2 separate regions of the Mus musculus genome follow, and region 1 is linked to region 2. The links are chromatin contacts, called in public Hi-C maps. All regions are on one chromosome and are shown on one strand. Each heading gives the region's core, a stretch centred on a gene start, on an enhancer-like site or on the middle of the called end of the contact. The rest is flanking DNA. Distances are from core to core; before and after follow the strand shown. Region 1 holds the start of Fam13a (family with sequence similarity 13, member A). Region 2 overlaps Herc3 (hect domain and RLD 3).

Evidence for each region. Hi-C and Micro-C count contacts between places; a contact is called where the count stands out from the background.
Region 1: a Hi-C map of olfactory sensory neurons shows a contact between it and region 2, with 1.8 times the contacts expected there. The contact joins the promoter of Fam13a here to the enhancer-like site in region 2. A contact is called at or near these places in 3 of 39 promoter capture datasets (the C10 cell line, cranial neural crest and neural stem cells), 3 of 484 Hi-C or Micro-C datasets (the C10 cell line, nephron progenitors and olfactory sensory neurons), 2 of 115 datasets of contacts at active chromatin or transcription factors (the NIH/3T3 cell line and embryonic stem cells) and 3 of 9 other capture datasets (adipose tissue, liver and pancreatic islet).

The regions. Positions count from the first base shown.
Region 1 is chr6:59,022,617-59,028,240 of GRCm38.p6, reverse strand. It overlaps Fam13a (family with sequence similarity 13, member A), which reads left to right and starts at 3,739. Exons shown (of 18, transcript NM_153574.2): 1 at 3,739-3,929. The coding sequence starts at 3,901. It overlaps Gm52905 (a long non-coding RNA gene), which reads right to left. Exons shown (of 2, transcript XR_003956447.1): 2 at 3,331-5,624.
Region 2 is chr6:58,878,985-58,885,453 of GRCm38.p6, reverse strand. Herc3 (hect domain and RLD 3) reads right to left here. Exons shown (of 26, transcript NM_001361966.1): 17 at 481-504; 18 at 297-386. Among named protein-coding and RNA genes, the nearest start is that of Nap1l5, 25 kb to the left of the region's middle. Within about 2 kb of position 3,868, at least 48 of the 459 cell types and tissues checked have an H3K27ac peak or open chromatin away from gene starts, as enhancers often do. A contact at or near this core is called in the NIH/3T3 cell line, adipose tissue and olfactory sensory neurons, where this site is marked.

The DNA.
Region 1 (5,624 bases), core at 2,490-4,989, 140 kb before region 2:
GTTTTGTTTTGTTTTAGTTGTAATACGTTATTTTACATGTTATATTTGCTGGTTTCTAGAAGAGATCTAAGAGTGTTTCCAGTCGCAAGCCTCTAGCACTGGCTTCCTACAAAAGGATCTATCTCTGAAATCTTCCCTTATAGGCTTAGATTTTTCTAAGCCTATTTTATTTAAGATTCTTAAATGTTTCAACTTCCCTTCTAGCCTACCAACAAAAGATAGGGGAGAGAGATGGTTAGTAGGGCAAAGGGGCTTGTGGACCGATCTAGAAGTAGCTCTTTGGGACAATTTCAAACATGAGTCAATAGTGACAGTCCAGTTCAACCACCAAACACCAAACACAAATCAGTAACAGTGACTTTATCCAGAAGAAATCTCGAACTGCCACAAAATTGGCACAGAAGTCCACAAAAGCAGCAAAAATCAGCCAAAATGCCTTGAGCAGTTCTTTGGTGTGTCATTCTCTACAAAGTCACAACAAGTAAAGATCAGCAAAGACCAGCAAAGCATTGCAAAGAGTACCAATACAAGAGCATCATCAATGAAGACCTGAGAAACATTGAAAGGTGAACCAATGCACTGTCTGTCAGGTTCTACTTATACTCAAACACTGTGCGTCCTCTCAAGTGTCTGCCTCAGCAAACCATACTCAAAAGACAGCTTCCAGGAAGACATCGCATGACATAACTGCTTATCCAAAGAAACCAGAAATTTTCACTTCATTTGGTGGTCTAGGGTAGAATATCAGTAAAGCACAGAACCCAACAGAAATTCAAGGGATAAATTGCCAGGTTCTAGACAGTCTACTGTTAGTGGGAATTCAGCTATTGCTGGATTGGCCTGCCTGGAGACATAGGAGAATGGATAATGGCAATGTAGGCTCTGCTGTGCTTTAGTGCTTGCTTTCTTTGCCTGGCATGTCTAGGTTCATTTTCCTCTGATATAGAATGTTCTCCATTCCCATACCCCAAAATTGCATTGCTTTATACTTATCTGGTCTCGTTTTAGCCCCATGGCACTGTTACATGGGTACTCTTGCTGTTGCTTTTGCCTCTCAGTTACAGTAGGAGAGATGCATTAAAAAGAAAACAACAGCTGAAGTCATCACCTTCTGAGGCTTGTCAATTCCTGTTCCCAAAGAGTGACCCAGCAGATATGATTCATTTGGACAACTTCTATGCAGGTTGATAAGGAGTACAGGTACATTTGCTCCAACCAAATTGTGGTAAGATCCAGCAGCAAATTTTCTGTCCAATATAACAAGTAAGTTCAGTTTCACAGAGCAGAAAATGCCTTTTGTATGTATGCCACATTGGCACAGTATCCTGTGCTGGTTAAACTCACTGAGAAGCTTGCCTAGAAGAAAGGACTTGGAGCTCCCATTTCAGATTCAAGCATGTTTATCTCAATGTCTTCCCAAACCCCTGCCTGGGTCACACTGGCCCCTGACTCTGTGACAAGGAAAAGAAGAAAACAACACAGCTCAAGGGTCAAGTCATTGTGTCCTTAGGGTAAATTATTTCCAACACGGGATGCTGTTACTTATGTCGTGACATAGAGATGTGAATAGTAAAGGCAGCTAATGAGATGCTCATCTGTGGAGAGAACAGAGAGGGTGTTCTGCCTAGAAATCTTCAACCAGTGACTCTAGTGTTATAGTTCTGACTGGGATTCCTTAGCTGATGTCTAGGGGTGGCTGTAGATGTAGCTTTAAGAATGTTTTGCTGGGCATCTGGTGCTTCTGTTTACCTACATACATGCATTCAAAACCAAAACACAGCTAGGGTAGGTCACTTTTCTTGACAATGAAACTATAAAATAACAACAACAACAGCAGCAAAATGATTAGTCCTCTAAGCCTTTGAGAATGAAAAGAATCAGGCATGCTTTTTATTAGTCCCACCAGAAACCCTTAATAGATTTCAAGGTATGACTAGAGGAAAAGAAAATGGCTTTTCTAGTCATAGGCTTTACACTAATCTATCCTAGTTAAAATGGGGGAAATGTATGTCCTCTCTAATCTAAGATCAAAGTTCATAGTTACAAGGTGAACACGTAAGGATTTTTGACTCTCTCTCTCTGTATGTGTGTGTGTTTGTGTGTGGGTGTCTCTGCCTTTTATTTGCAGAAGGTATTCCTTCATGCCAAGGTTATTTTAATAAACTATCAAAACTCTTACTAAAATGTAAATGTTTTCTATAAGCACAGGTAATTTTAATTTGCAATATGTCTTAGTTAGGGTTTCTATTACTGCAATGAAAACATCATGACCAGAAAGCAAATGTGTGTGTGTGTGTGTGTGTGTGTGTGTGTGTGTGCGCGCGCACGCTCATGCGCGCCCTCACACACTATTTGGCTCACACTTGCACATTAAATTCATGATTTAAAAAAGCCAGGACAGGAACTCCAAGAGGGCAGGAACCTAGAAGCAGGAGCTGATGCAGAACCTGTGGACCAATGCTGCTTACTGGCCTGCTCATCGTGACATGCTTACCTCGATTTGTTATAGAACACAGGACCACCAGCCCAGGGTGGCACCATCCACAATGGCCCTCCCCGTCCAGTTACTAATTAAGAAAAAGGTCTTAAAAGCTATTCTCAATTGAGATTCTTTCCTTCTATGTAACTCTAGCTTGTATCAGGTTAATGCGAAAGTAGGCTGTGTTAGAACTTATTAAATTTGCATAATATGAAATAAATTGTACAAGATGTGTTTCTTGCATTGTATGAAGCCTGTGAACTACAATTACTTCCCTAGAAATAGTGAGTGGCCCTGAAGAAATTACAGGGGCTGGAGAACTGGCTGCTCTTCTGGAGGACCCAGGTTTGGTTCCCAGCATGGCCACTTAGCCATCTGTAACTCTAGTTCCAGAGGATTCAATGCCCTCTTCTGGCCCCCTTAGGCAACAGTCACACATGCCATGCAGATGCAGGCAAACACACACACACACACACACACACACACACACACATATGTGAGATACAAAATAATAAAAGATCATTTACAAGCACTTAGAAAATCTTATTGGAAAAATTGGTTTTGTAAAATATAAGAATATATAATAAGAAACAAATCTCTTCCAAGTGCAGTTGACATTTTGGGTAGAATGTAAAAACAACAAACAGAAGGGCCACACCAGTAGATGTTTTGATCTCCTGAAGACCTGAATCCAGTTAGGGCACCTTGTCCTCTTCCCCTTGAGTGATGTCACCAGGAACTGCTCACAACCTAGTGTAAATAAGTATCTGGGGAAGAAACTGTGGGTAGGGCAAGGGTTCAGGTATTTCGTCAGGAAAAGCCTAGAACAATCTGGAAAAGCTTTCTCTGGCTACTGTTTGGGTAGTTTTTATTTGTTTATTTATTTTAGAAAAAAACAAGGTGCAGTCCAACTTGGGCCTCAAAGAAACGGGACCTTAAGGGACGCTGTCTGTCCTTGACACTGCATTTCCTTGCTGGCTTTTCTTGCACTTTGAGCCATGCAGGATTGGGCTCCTCTGCAGTTATTGGTTGCTCTTCACAGACTGACAGACTTGTCTGGAACCTCTCAGAGGAAAGTTTCAGGTTGCTGGGGCTTGCCAAGCCCACTAAGCAGCGAGCAGAGCAAAGTGGGGTGGGGACAGAAGGAGGAGCGGGAGAAGCGGGAGGAGGATCAGGAGGAGGAGCAGCCTTTCACACTCCACTGCTCCGCCTCTGATTGGCTCTGGGTTTCAGCTGCTTCGCTGGAACAAAAGGTCAAAGTGGACTGCAGTGTAAATGTGGAGGCAGCCGATAAATATCCTTGCCTGCAGCTGGAGGTGGAGAGGCAGTGTCAGCTGCAGCAGGTTGTGTGTTCCGCGGGTCCTGCACACAGGGCTTGACTGGAAGGCACTCGGGGATCCCGTGCAGATTCGCACACGAGGATGGCTTGTGAAATCATGCCGCTGCGAAGGTAGTGTTCTCTGCTTCTTATGCTGTTTGGTATTTTCTGGGCAGCGTACTTGGCCAGTGCTCTCGGCATCATTAGTAACAGGCTGCAAACCTTGCAGTCTGTTCTGCACAGTGCTCTTTCCTCAGACCAGATAGAAACATTTAAATAGCGCACTTCTCTTTCACTGACACTTTTGTGTAGTTGCTCATGATTATTGGGTTCAGCTATACCTTCTTTTAAGGGAAGTGTATTTAAGACAATACCTCTGCAAACCGAAGCAAAGCAAACTGAATGGGCTTCCTGGGTCTCCAGGCTGTTAGAGCTCATAGATGGATCTGATTCTCTGCTCTCTAGGCAAGGACTTTCTTCAAGTATATTGTAGTTATCGGAATAAAGGTTGAGAACAATGTTTTTCCTTGAATAATTCTAGGTAGATTGGTTACCCAAATGACGCTTGGAAAAAAATAACAAAACAAAAACAAAAACCAAAAAGGAAAAAAAAAATGCTGTGTAAGAGTGATAGAGCACAGGGTTCTGGCTTTGCTTTTGAGGACTGTGATGGGGGCAGGGGGTGGGGTGTCTCTCTGAGTCCTATAGAAATAAATAAAGGTAACTAACTGTACATAGCCCTGGCTGTTAGGAAGCACACTGCTGGTGAAGTAGACCCGAGTGCTGAGTGCTGTGTGTTAAAGCCACTACAGAAATCACTGAGTCCTGTCCCCACAGAAAGTCTGAGCCGCCCAAGGTCACAGTTCATAGTTTAAAAACTGACTTGTGCTAATCATATGGTTACATCTGAATTGCAATTACTTAGTGATAGTGACATTTGACTTCATATATATGTTTCATTTACAGTTTTCTATGGAAAATGGTATTGTCAAAAATCAGACAGTAATGGCAATTTATTGAAAATACTTAGATGAAATGAATTTACTGAAAAGAAACAATCCCATGTATATTTTGTTTGTGCTTTAGCAACAGAAATATGATTTTAAAAGTGTATCATTTTTGGTAAAGAGATTCCTTCAGGCTGGCTGTGGTGAGAGCCAGTGTGGTTGTTTTTCTTTTGCTGTCCTGACATGTCCACTGTAATAGGAACTTGATGTGGTGTTCAGAGTACCTTATCAGAGAATTGATACTTAATGTAGAAGAAAGTGCTGTGTAGAGTAATCTATAATTCTACATTGATTTGGTGGAAAAGTCCCCATGCTTGAAATTTCTAAGAGAACAAAACTAATGTACACTTTTTGGAGTTTTAATATCTAATTGTTAGGTTGGGAACTTTTGTCCTTCCAATGATGTCGGTCCTCAAGATCTCTAAGCAGGTCATGTTTTAGATAAAAAGTATTGGCCATTACTAAGCCCTGTTGTAGCTACACAAAAATAGAATGCCTGCTATGTAGAGCAAAAATGACCATGTGAGTTCCTGAAAACTATTTTACATTGTTGGTCGCTATAGTGAAACTAGAAATCTCAGTGTGCATTGCAGAATGCTGAGTCATGACTTTTGTCTCTCTGGTCACTCCTCACCAGCTCACTGTGCACTCAATGTCCCCTTACTTCCAAGCCCCATGGCAGGGATGATTGATCCCCTGGCAATCTTCACTTGCAGTTTATTTCTGCTTTTGATTATACACTTCTTGAAGACAACGGCCAGGTGTGTATGATGAGGCTTTCTGCACAGAGGTCCCTTGTGAGTCTAAGTGTTTATGCCGA
Region 2 (6,469 bases), core at 2,619-5,118:
AGAGGATAATGGAAAGGCAAAGAACAAAGTATAATCACACACACACACACACACACACACCACACACCACACACAATTTACATATATATAAAATTATGTGTGTGTGTGACAATATGATCCATTTCTAAACAGAATTTTTCCAAAAGAAGCCTAGACTACAATTTGAGCATTTCTCAAAAAATAAAATAACGGCATTATTAAAAAATATGACTCTTTAATGTCATAATAAAACTTCACTCTGGAAGGTGGACAATGAAAAGAATGGTAAAAGGAGAGGGCAATTCTGAACAAGCCACCTGCATCTGTAACTCGGCATCAGTCTGCAGCATCTTGGTCTTAGCTTGGGCATCAAAGATGAAAGGATAGGAACAAAGGGTTACAGCATCCTACAAGAAAACACATCGTTAGTGTTATTACAGTATCTAAAGAGAAAGAACACTGGAAATACATACATACATACAGGCAAAAGGCATTATTTACCTGCATGATAGAGGGTCTAGCCTTCTGTGTAAAGAACAGAAAAGACAATTATTACTTGAATTATAAAAAGCGTAATTTTACCCCTCCCCAAATATAAAATATACATAGCAAATCTTTTTACATTATCTGGTTATTCTTAATACATTTCAATAGATGACAATGTTTTAATGAGGAAAGAAAACATGCTTTGATGGGTAAAGACAGAAAAAAATAGCAAAAACAATTTCTTAAAGAAGTAAAAGACTTTTAAGGGCCATTTTCATACTTCACAGGATTGAGTTCTCTTTATAGGAAATCTAATTCCACTAGGCTGCGTGGCACATGCCTATGACCTAGCAGCTGTGAGGCTGAGGTGGGAGAACTGCCAGCTGAGGGCCAGCCTGGGCTACAGAGCAATTGTGAAGATAACACTTGGATTCTAGATTAGGGCTGCTGAATCTGGAATGCAAGTAACACTTTATCGGTCTCCTGCATACATGCTTAGAGGAACCAAACAATAATAAATGCATTAGACTGAAGTATTTTGCCCTTAAAAGCTTCTCTACAAATTGGGAATGATTCTAAATTTGAGAAGAGTCATAGAAAACAAGTTCATCCACAATGAAATGTTTGTAACAAATACAGTACAGTTTTATTTCAGGAAAGTGAGGAGAACTCCCTCCCACCCCCCCAAAATGTTATTTGTTTATATCAGGCAGTATACTTCATTAAATTCCTCCAAATGGTGAGCAACAGTGGCTTTCAGGTTATGCCCTATTACACAACACCAGCTGGCTCCACGCTGAGTGTTGTAAACACAGGCAGGACAACAGTGACAATGCAACATGTCTGCAAAACCATGCCATACCTGTCCAGCACTGACCATGGGGTGTAGACTGTAAGTAGATGGCACTTATCAATACAGACTATGAACACAAGCACATGGTGGAATTAAACCCATATGTAGAAAACCAGGCCCAAGAGACACCACAAACCAACTAAAGGGCACCATACTTGCCTGGACCCCACAGAAAGAAGGATATTTAACTATAAGGTAGTAAAAGGGTCCAGTCACTGAGCAGCCTGTGAACATTTCAAGGGACTGACTGACAGGCAGCAGACACCAGGTGTCCCTGGGGCTTCAGCTCAGCCAACATGGTCCATTTGACTTGTTACCTGTCCATCCAACCCTCTATCCATTTGTCTATGTACTAGTACATCTATCTGAACCAAATCCTGTATCTCACATTGATGAATCTATAGCCCTGCAGATAAACTCGATGCTATCTCTCAATTTTGATCCTATGGCTCAGTTCTGCTGGCCTCCAATAGCAGTCCCTCTGGACTCAGCAGCCCTGGGAGCAGCTGCTTTTCACATGGCCTCTGAACTCCGGCTTCTTGAACTCTTCTGTAGACAAGGTGTAACCTGTGTGTATACTGTGTGAAATATAACCTAGGGTTTCACAGGTAAGACTAATAATTAAGACTAGCACAAAAGAGCTTGTAATTTTCTAATGGCCAGCTATTGTGATAGCTAGCTCATATGGTCAATTTATAATCTTCTGAAAAGCATTTTGGATATATTGGTAAGGGTGTTAAAAGGGGAAATTAATCACCAGGGAAGTGTGAAACATCATCCTATGGGCTGGGTTCCTGGCCAGAATAAAGAGAATGCCAGATTAAGGGGGTAGAACAGTTAGTGGAGTGCATGCCTTACACATATAAAACCTTCAGTTTGATTCCCAGCACTATATAGACTGAGCATGGTGATGCATGCTTATGATCCTCTTACTCAGAGAAGGTAGGGGTGGAGGGGAGGAGAGGGGAGGGCAGGGGTAGGGGAGGGGAGGGAAGGGATGGGATGGGATAGGGGAGAGAGGAGGGAGAGAAAGAGAGCTATCTGAGTGACTAAACTCCTGAAAGATACCATGAATTCGGCTGCTCCCGTTGCTATGCCTCATCCCCCATGAGCGACTGCATCCCTCTGAACCTCTTTAAATTGCTTTTTTTTTTTCAGGCTTATAGTCACAGCAATGTGGAAAATAACTAGTAAATGTGAATTCACTGTTTTTTAATAAACTGATACTGCAGTAAGACACAAACATATCCATCTATGTTTCTAGCACGCTGTGCTCATGACATTATGTAGTAAATATCTTTAACAGAAACACAAAAATGAGCAATTAAGATCATCTTGAAAAGAAAACAATGAGCAAAATTCATGCTAAGAGACCTGAGTGGGCTACGCTGCTGTTGCTTTAATGTCTCCTAGAATGTTCTGTGTTCTCAAAATGATTCTCTGAACAAAATAAAAACATTCTGAAAGATCTCTTCTTACCTGTGTGTAATCACACAATTTACACTTATCTGTTAATGACTGCGTGGGCGGGTTATAAACATTCAACTGTGTGAGAACACTGAGAAAAGAAAAAGAAATTGTTGCTTGGTAGATGCTGCAGTTACTAAGGATACTAATACTAGCTTGCTCCGTGAATAAGATCTAACAGCAGAGGGAGAAAAAGCGCTGAATCATTCTAGAAGGCCTGTGGGAGAATGAAGCCTGCGCCTGGTGGCTGAAAGTCCTTCTCTAGAATGCTGGAACATTCGCTTCCAGGGACACACTAGCTCACCACTCTGAGCTGTTGAAACTCAGCATTTGGCTGACCATAATGTTTTCTTATTTAGTTTGGTTTATGTATATTATATGAATAAGAACTATACTTCCTTTTGTGTTTATGCATATTTAAATGAAGTCGTACAATAGCAATAATAATTACAGTTCATCCTATTGATACTTTAGAGCTATATTCCTTGAGGGATTTTAGAACATTTCTCTACACTGAGAAACACCAGAGACAATTCCAGTCCATGGGACCAAGTCTAGAACATATAATGCAGGTCAGTGCACACATAATGCAGGTCAGTGTAGTTTACTTTCATACTAATATATCAAAATATTTTGAATGTAAGTATTGAATTGATCACATCTTATAAGGCTGCTTATCCTGGGTTATCCATTTCCCAGAAATGGGTCTCACAAACTTAAGGTTCTATGGTAACAATGAACTTCAAGGTCTCTGCCTGCAACAGAGTTGTACCTATGGCATAAATTCATTTTTCAAACTATATGAAACAGGAACCATAGATAAGTAAAGTTCAGAGCTGAAGAATCAGAAACATCCTTTCTTAAATATGAAATCAATACTTCCTAGATATGCTGACCAGGAGGCTCTGTACATAGACATATAAACCCTGATACTAAAATAGAGCTACCTCTGTTCTGGCTCCACCTTCTCTTCCTTGCATGTGCCCAGTATTGACATCTAAAGACAAATACTCCCCATGTGTGCATCTCCTCTGATGCACCAGTAAGATGTCAAGATTTCTCAGATTTCTGTCTCTGAAGGCTTGTGCAAACCACTGAATGTCTCACTCGCACTGCCCTCTACAGAGCCTACAAAGATATTCACTCTGTACGCCTTTCAGTTTTCAAATAAAGACTGTGGCACATTATTAACAAATAAGATAAACCACTACTGGCTTTCCCTCTTCCATCTCATCTTCTTCCTTTCCTTTTTTATTTTTTCAATATAGTATTTTTTTTCTTGTTTATTTGGGAATTTCACATCGTGAACCCTGATCCTCCCAGGTCTGCCTCCTCCCCACTGTTGTGACCTCCTTCTACAAAAGAAGAAAAAATAATATAAAAACCAAGTCCAATGTATGTTGTCTATATACTCAGTGGAGTATGGTCACATTACAGTAGCCGGCACCTTAAAGAAAACTGAGTCCTTCCCTAACCACACTCCTGCCAGAAGCCATTATGGAGAACTACACTTCAGCATCCTTATCACAATGTTTTAACAGTTCTCTTTGATGGCTTTCTATCTAGGCTGCTGTGGTTTTCACGGGGAGGAGGCGTCACAGAAGCTTTCTCAACTGTGAGTCTGTAGTCAGTGATACCACGGAAATAGTAGCTTCCTTGCCTTTTACAGTCAGCAGGAACACAGATCATGGACTTTTACAAAGTTTCTGGCAACCACATGAACTAGGGACTTCAGAATGGCCTCAGGTGGTTGCACAGGCCACTCACATCGACATAGCCTCTAGTGCCAATCTGGAGACCATGGACACCAACATGGCTTCCTGTAGTCTAACAGACTATAGACATCTACCCGGCCTCTAGTGGCAGCCCAGTCACGAACAATCCACATGAACCTCAGGCCTCAACAGGGCCTGTGGTAGCAGACTAAGGAAATGGGCTCCAGGGGAAGCATGGGCGATAGAGCTCTTTGAGGCAGTCCACTCATGAAAAGAACTGATTTTCATCTCCGGCATTCTGTTGCTTCTCAGAACCAGGGCAATCATGTGGCTGAGTAGTATGTTTGGGGCTGAGTCTGCACAAGCTCCAGTGTGGGAAGCCAACTCCAAGATGGCGCCGGTTTCCGGTTGCCGTTGTCATAAACACCACCACTGCGCAGGTGTCAATTCGAATTTGGCGCCAACCCCTCCCTTGTGAGTGCATGCAAATTGGGTGCCTGCAGACTGACCAATCCCACGTGGCCACGGAGCCTTCTCCTGTGCTGGGGTGCATATAAGCAGGGCTCCCTGGGCGCCCCGGGTCCCTGTAGAAGAGCAGACTCCAGGCTGCTTCCCATCACCCTGTCAACTCTACTCTGCAACCCCTGTCCACAGCAGCCTTCTCTCACGCCTGACATCACCGCCCAGTCCCTAGCTCTATGTCACTGCTTCTCCGCTCCTCAGTCTTTCCTACCTCTCCCTCGTATAACTGTTGATGGTAGTAGCCCTGGAAACTGTACAGTGTCACATGGTGTACAGATCTACATGCTAATATTCATCACAATGAGGTCTGGTTTAAGGTTCCTGAAGCACCATAAATATTGGACCATTACCAAGAGTCTCGGATGTCCTGCTGTCGCCCAGAGTAAGGGTGACGTTGTGGCTAGGTTCTGCAAGAGCTCCTGGCTGCCTCACACCTCCAAGGCCTTGATGTAGACTGCCCCAGGCTCGCCAGGCTTGCCCTTTGTACTTGTAGCATGTGGGCACCACAGCTCTGCACTATCTGTCTTCCAACAGGGCAAACAGTGTAAGCTGCAGTTGCAGCAGCTTCATGCTGGGGACCAGCTGTCAGGTCTCCTGTTGAGCTTACAGGCTGCAGGCAGCACCACTCTACCTGGTTCTCCAGTCACAGTGGCTCAGCGTTGATGGCTGGCTGGCCGAGAGGTCAAGGGCAGCAGCCCTATTCAGTAGTGGCATGTTTCCAAGGGAGCTCCAGGCTGCCTGCTGCACACCATCCTGTCCTCCGTGCCAGCTGACAGGGTTAGGCTTGTCAGATGTGGGCAGCACTGATGCCTGTGCCTTTCATCTCCCAGCAGGACAAGCAGCACTAGATGCTACCAGGGTGGCTCCATGCTGGGGCTAGCCAGCAGGCCTAGGGTGAGCCCTATTCTGTATTGATTGACCTGTTTCTAAGGGAGCTTCAGGCCGCAGTTGTAGGTGTCACCCCTGCTCCTGGCTCTTTGCTTGTCAGACACAATCTTTGTGCTTGCAGCTGGCTGAGATGCAACAGTGAAGGGTATAGATTGGTGGTTCTCTGAGGCACGAAGCTCTGCTCCACCATCTTTTTTTCCAATTCCGTGAGTCCACTGTACCAGCATTTTCACATAAGCCTTTATCTTTAGCTTTGTTTGTCCATCAACAGAACCCATCCTTTGGGGAGATGCCACATGTGCCTGGTGACCTCAGATCTTCCCCTAGTTCCTTAAGCTATGGGACCCATCACATGTTCATTTAGTAGTTTTGATGCAGTCACACTTTAACCTTTATTGTGCATGGAGATAATTGTTACAGGGAACTATTTTCCAAATTTGTTCTGTATTTAAATATGTCTAAAATAAACTAACTGCCTGGTATCAGACTTCAGAAGTTTGAGCCACCCTGGCTAGATCTTGCTGGACTGAGTGCCTTTCCATGGTGCATTTGTCTGCAG